Linked DNA regions of Arachis hypogaea: region 1 is linked to region 2. The links are chromatin contacts, called in public Hi-C maps. All regions are on one chromosome and are shown on one strand. The core of a region is the stretch at or near the end of the contact, and the rest is flanking DNA. Distances in the headings are between cores, read along the strand shown. Region 1 has its middle 5.5 kb from the start of LOC112721870. Region 2 holds the start of LOC112722747 (cullin-associated NEDD8-dissociated protein 1).

Region 1 (3,601 bases), core at 886-3,385, 100 kb before region 2:
GTTGGTGAGCAAAGTTCACCACGTTCTTCGTGAGCAACCGCGAGCAACTAGACATAGAAGACTGTAAGGAGCTTCTAGACTATTCAGTTTCGGAGCTGGCATGGTCCATGGGAAGGATGAGAAGAATCCGTGGCGGAGATACAAGTGCGTAATAGGGTTGATAGATGGTGTTGATTTTGTGGAAAATCGTGCGCCAGCGATGGAGAAGGGTTTGAAAAAGAGGGAGAGTTGGAAAAGAGAGTGTGAGGATGAGACGGAGGTGCAAAGGGACGGAAGAGCGATGGTAGCGGCAGAGGAGGAGGAAGCTGCCGCCATGAAATAGGGATGGGTGGTTGAAATTAGAAATGAAATTGAAGAGGGATAGGGTTTTGGAGGGTTGGGTGCCACGTAGGTTCAGATAATAACGAAGCAAGCACTTAACCAAAATAGGATATTTTTGTCACACGGAGGGCAACTCTCGTGGATACAAGATCAATTTCGATCTATCATGGATACATATGTCAGCTTTATGAGTACAAATGGTCATTTATTCTAGATGAAACTATGCCTCATGATTTTTGTTAAACTGATTTTTATTTTTTATCTTTTAATAAAAAATCTTATTTAAGAAATGATAAGGAAATTATGGTAAAACAGCGGGAATAAGTAATTTTAAGGGTTAAGTATTGTTTTCGTCTCTAAGGTTTGAGGCCAAAATCAAAATCGTCCCCGACATTTTTTTGTTATTAAAATCATCCTCAACGTTACAAAATATTATAAAATCGTCATTTTCTACCTTAATTTTATTTTTTTTACCAAATTATCCTTAATAATTAATATAAATAATAAAAATAATATTAAAAAATAAAAATAAATCCTCCCCCCTCCACCTATACCCCCACTCCGTAATCTCTTCCCTTTCTTCTCTCCCCATCCCCTTCCTCATAACCCCTCTCCCTTTTCCAATCCCTCAAAGCTTATGAATATGTATGCCAAGTGTAGCGACCTTGATGCGGCCAAGGGTGTGTTCTTTGGGATGTGGAGGAAAGATGTGGTTTCTTGAACTTCCATTATTGTCGGCAGTGCGCAGCATGAAAGAGCTGAGGAAACATGGGCTCCGTGACAGCATGGTTTCGACTGATGTTAAACCGAGTGAGGTGACATTTGTTGGATTGATTTAGGCCTGTAGTCACGCTGGTTTGGTTGGCAAGGATCGTTGGATTGATTTACCCCTGATGAACCTACTTGGGCTGCTTTACCGAGTGCTTGTAAGCACCATGGTAATGCCAAGATGGCGATTAGGATTGCTAATCATCTATTGAGCTTAAAACCTGAAGAGTCTTCCTCCTATATATTGTTATCTAATGTTTATGCTGGGGCTGATATGTGAAAAAATGTTTCAAAGGTGAGGAAGATGATGATGGTAGTGGAAGTTAAGAAACAACCTGGGTATAGCTGTAGCTACATTGAATTGGGAAAGGAGAGTTATGTGTTTTATGCTGGAGAGACGTCTCATCCGATGAAGGGAATGGGGAGAGAAGAAAGAGAAGAGATAGGGAGTGGGGGTGCAGGTTGGGAGAGGGGAGGGGAGGGGAAATGGTTGGTTTTTATTTTTTAATATTATTTTTATCATTTATATTAATTATTAAGGGTAATTTGGTAAAAAAATAAAATTAAAGTAGAAAATGACGATTTTATAACGTTTTGTAATGTTGAGGATGATTTTAATAACAAAAAAAGGTTAGAGACGATTTTGGTTTTGGCCTCAGACCTTAAGGACAAAAACAGTACTTAACTCTAATTTTAAAGATATTATTTAAAATTATAATATTAGTAAATATAAATAAAAAATATATTTTTAAATTTCCTTCGTTTCTTTTTTATTTTTTGGTAGATGGATTGAACAACTTTTAATTTTAGGTTACACACACTACACCCACACATACACATAAAATTTACTTTTTTATCAAGTTTGCATTACATGAAACTTGAACTTAAGACCTCTCGTTCATTTCTTAATATTTTGTACAGAATTTTATTTTTCGGACTGTTATTGAAAACTGGGCTGAGGCCCAACACATTCTTGACTAACCATAAATCATCCTGGTCCGGTACCACTAATGATGAATAATACGTAAAAGAAACAAAAGCCCAACAAAAGACTAAGCCCAACCTAAACCGATGTCATGCTTGCCTGCAAGATTAAGAGAAATGGGCCTTTGCCCCTGCTGGAATACAAAAACATCAAAACAAGATAAATTGTGGCATGACAAAAAAAAAATTTGTGGCAATGTATATTTTCAGCATAGTCATAGTCATCCATAGTCAACCAACTTGGGTTGGTCGAGTGGTCAGCTCACTCGTCCGCTTAAGCAAGTGTCGGGAGTTCGAACCCCGCCTTGTGCATGCAGCAACTCATTGGCCAGCGACAGACCCTTAAATGGAGCTCAGATTCGCGACGGATTAGTCTTCAACCTGTCGGGTTGGGGGATACCGTTTGGGTAAACCAAAAAAAAAATAGTCATCCATAGTCATGGACAACAACTAATTTCGATTGGTCTAAATAATTTATTGACAAACAACAAATTTTTTAATAAAACTAAAATCTATAATAAATTAGTCATTTGTCTACGGGGACGAACGATACCACGGAGAATTAAAAAAATAGTCATAGACAACCAACCTCAAATCATAAACATTTCTATCGCTAAGATTTCTGACCAAGTTAATATGTGGCTATGTGCATCCTCTTCCATTTCTTTTAAGATGAATAATATTAACTAGCTAAATCATTAAAGGACGAGTAAGGAGCCATCAGATCATAAGACTAACTTCATAGAAAGATGTATGTTCACTATTCGGACCAAATATTTATCAATATATAGAGATCGAAAGTGATGGACTCTGAGCTACCAAACAGAAAAGCACTGTGGTGGTGAGCAGGGTGACAGAATGCGATAGATTAGAGGCAACTTTTTTTTTTTTATTATTTTGTTAATTAATGTATGCACTTCAAATTAAATAAATTATACATTGTCACTGCCATGCATTAACATAATATATATGTTGCAAGTTGCAACGGTCTTGGCTCCGATCCGCGCATGATATATAGTAGTATGTATATTTACCCGCTATATATATGAGTTACAAATTGAAGGGAAAATAAAGGAAGTAGCAGGCATGCATTAAACCCATAAACATGAAAAAATTAATTGCTGGCACGAGAGGTAGGGTTCCTTAGTCCAATATCTAACATATATGTCCTCCAGCCATATGGATATGGCCATGGCCATTTCAGAGTGGCTTTAAGTAAATGATTGCATGGGCTTCCCATTTATGGGAAACACTTTTTACTACTCTCATCCTCGTATCATCATCACCTATGGCCTATGCGCTATGGGCTAGCTATATGGCTCATTCATCCATGCATATTCACTCATTCATTTTGGTTTCATGGGGAATTGGATTCTTTGTATTCAATTTATTGCAACTATACTACTACTACGTACTACATATACCTGCAAATCAAACTGCTGTACGTTCTCATAAGCACGCAGGCACACGCATATATATATATGCGTGACACGTATACTTATATATCAATTTATATTACATTATATGA
Region 2 (3,514 bases), core at 948-3,447:
TGTGATATTATTAGATTAATTTTATATTGTATAGATACTATCTTATCATACCAACATAGAAAATGGCATTGTTAGATTAAGTATGTAGGTAGAGTATAGTTAAGTTATTTTTATACGCGCATGATTTAATTTAATAATATCATTTTTTTTTAAATTAATTTTACAGTACTCACAAATAACTAGTACAATAATACAAGTAGATTTGTTTTGATTGAATTAAATTAAATTATTAATTTTAATTATAATCATCGAAATTTTAAATGAAATATTTTTATCACACAATAAAAATGGATGACTGTATCTGAGCTACTAATTTTCGCATTGTGCATATCTTGGCTACTGAGTCAATCAAAATTAGGGTTGGCAAAGCGGACCGATCCGTCCTAATCCGCCCCGCCCAACCAACTAAAATGGGTTTAAAATGCTAGCCCGCTCCACTTTATGGCGGATTGGCGGGCTAGCCCGCTTGATTCTTTTTTTTTTTTGAAAAATAAAATTCATTAAAATTAACTAAAAAATAATAATTAAAAAATCAAATACAAATAAAAAATAGTCAAATTATTTTTTACTTTTTTTTTTAATTTTTAACTTCAATAAAATTGTTCAAAATAATATTTGTCAATAGAACTATCTTTATTTTAAAAAATAAGTCACATAATTCGAACAAATATACGAAATTATAAAATAAAATAAATAAAGTTAATAACTAAAAGAAGAATAAAAATAAAAAAAAGTGTTTGAAAGTTCTATAATTATTAATTTTATAATAATAATCACTCTTTTATTTAATAAAAAAAGAAAATAAAAATCTTTGACCCGGCGGACCATTCCGTCCCGCAAAAACCCGCCAATTTAGCGGTGCAGATTTGGCGAATTTTTTTAATTTGGCGGGTTCTAAATACTAGCTCGACCCAACGGAACCCGTTTTGCCACCCCTAATTTTTTGCATCTATCTCTGACACCTTTATGACACAGATTGTTAGCACCTGAGATTTGTTCAATTTTTGGAACCCCTCATTATTCGAGATGTGGCCAATTGTGTATTTATGTAATTATGTTGTACTTGATGTATTTTTGTAAATTTTATATTTATTTCATTTAAACAAAAAAAATCCTAATTTGATTTTGGAAAAAAATAATCACAAATTTTTAAATTATAAAATTTAAAATTTAAATGGTTATAAATCAATTCAACTTCAATAATAATAGTTTGAAACAGATTAAACTGAAAATAAATTAAAATCAACAAAATAAAAATTATAATATTTTGAATACAATTAAAAAATAGAAATCATAATAAATTCTATTAATTTTTTTTTCACATGATTTTATCTTTTAAATATATCAAAATTATACTACAAACATTTTATTTTAGTTGTCCAATATTCTTATCTTATTTAGAAATATATCTATAGCGTTCAATTTTCTTTTTATCATTATCCAATACATCTATCTTATTTACCATGATTACTTGACAACGAAATAAATAAATAATACACAATAAAAATATAAATAGTTATATTTATATATATGTGTGTGTGAATTTTGTTTTCTTAAATTAAACTCCTCTAAAATAAAAAAACAAAATTGATAAAATAATAAAATAAAAAATTAATTATTTTTAAGTAAAAATAATAATTTTATATATGGTAAAAGTTATGAATTTACTAATGATTGATATAACTTTATCATTTTACTAATTGTGGTTTTCTAGAGAATTTAATTTTTTTTGTTGACTGTATGAAATTTAATTAATCTATTTAGAAAATATTTATAAAATAAATTAGTATTTATTTGGATACTATTATTTTAATAAAAAGATTTTTTAATGAAAAATATTTTTTTTATTTTTAGTGTATTTGACAAATTTTTAGTAGTAAAACTAAAAATAAAATTATTAAAAAATAAAAAAATAATTTTTTTAAAAAATTATAATTTACATATTTTTTTTTAATATTTTTTAAAAAAATATTTTTTACATAATAAATAAATAAAAAATACTTTTATATTATTATATCTAAACATAATTAATAAATAAAAAATATTTTTATATAAAATATCTAAACATAAAATTACTTCTAATTTTACTTTTTTATAAAAATTTAAAAAAAAATAACTTAAAAAAATATTTTTTTAAAAACTCATCCAAACAAATCTTTAGTCTATCTAAAAAAAAAAAGTAGTAATATATAAAAAATGAAATGAATAGGGTTTAAAGGTAGAAGAGTGTGGTGTGAGTGAGAGCTGGGTAGCGAGGAGTGTTGAGTGCAGCCCAATCGGAGTGAAACAAGACCTGAATCCAATCCGTTTCCCATTCTGATCCATCGCAATCGCATCGCCTTTTTCTCCATTCTCTCTGCCTCGCCGGTGCCGGATTCTCAGCTCGCACTTTCCTTGCTTTGCTTTGTTTAGGGTTTCATCCCTTTTTTGCTTTTCAGGTTCTGTTTTCTTTCTCTATCTCTCTACCAAAATCTCTTTGTTCTTCGCTCGCTATGGCCTCTGCTCACTCCTGCATCCCACCCCTGTCGTTAGCATTTAAGCATTCCATGTTCTTTAGAATTTAGGAGAATCGTTCCTTTATGCTTTCAACTTATTGTCACACTCATCCGACGTATTTCTAAATCCAGTTTTCGCACCTTCTCAGATTGCAGCTGTTTTGTGAGACTTGGCATTACACATTCACACAGTGCTGGCAACATGGCTAATTTAACTCTAACTGGCATACTAGAGAAGGTACATAGTTTTCTGTCCTTTTTGGAATGAGCTTGAGAGTATGGGTGCCATTATATATAGTTATTTATGTTAATTGATTCCTTTTCGGTTTTTTCTGAATTGTTTCTTGTAGATGACTGGAAAGGATAAGGACTATAGATATATGGCCACGTCTGATTTGCTTAATGAGTTGCAGAAATCATCATTTAAGGCTGATACTGATCTAGAGATGAAGTTGACAAATATCATCATACAACAGCTTGATGATGCAGCTGGTGATGTTTCTGGGCTGGCTGTCAAATGGTACAGCAATTCTCTATGCTCACTTGTATATTTTAGTTTTGCTTTGCATGTATGTTTCAAATAGTGTTATTTCGTCTTCTACCGTCAGTTATGGATTTATGCCACTGTTTTCGAAGGTTAGTTAAGTATAATTTAAAAGATTTTGTAGGATTTTTTTGCTCATTCTGCTATTCTCTTTTTCTGTGTTGTTACTATTATTATTATTACAGAAGCTAAAATCATGCCTACACTTTTAATAACTTATAATGAAAAGTCAGCTTGTTAATCCCCGTTGTTTTTACAAACGCAAGTGTTGCAGAAAATTATTTGTTCAAGGGTCTTCGTTGTAGGGAGCTCAAGTTACAATGAGAAAATAAAAAATAAATGATAAAGTTTGATACTTTTCAGAAATGTATTAAATATTATATTTATGAATCTAACTTGATAAAAGATTTGCAGTCTTGCTCCATTAGTGAGGAAGGTGAGTGAGGCAAGGGTTGTGGAAATGACCGAAAAACTC

Evidence for each region. Hi-C and Micro-C count contacts between places; a contact is called where the count stands out from the background.
Region 1: a contact with region 2 is called in a Hi-C map of leaf, with 3 times the contacts expected there. The contact joins the enhancer-like site here to the promoter of LOC112722747 in region 2. A contact is called at or near these places in 2 of 8 Hi-C or Micro-C datasets (both in leaf).

What each region holds. Positions count from the first base shown.
Region 1 is chr11:134,865,750-134,869,350 of arahy.Tifrunner.gnm2.J5K5, reverse strand. No RefSeq gene overlaps it. Among protein-coding and RNA genes, the nearest start is that of LOC112721870, 5.5 kb to the left of the region's middle. Within about 2 kb of position 2,135, at least 3 of the 3 cell types and tissues checked have open chromatin away from gene starts, as enhancers often do.
Region 2 is chr11:134,765,674-134,769,187 of arahy.Tifrunner.gnm2.J5K5, reverse strand. LOC112722747 (cullin-associated NEDD8-dissociated protein 1) reads left to right here and starts at 2,197. Exons shown (of 29, transcript XM_025773879.3): 1 at 2,197-2,438; 2 at 2,645-2,733; 3 at 2,846-3,015; 4 at 3,454-3,514. The coding sequence starts at 2,698.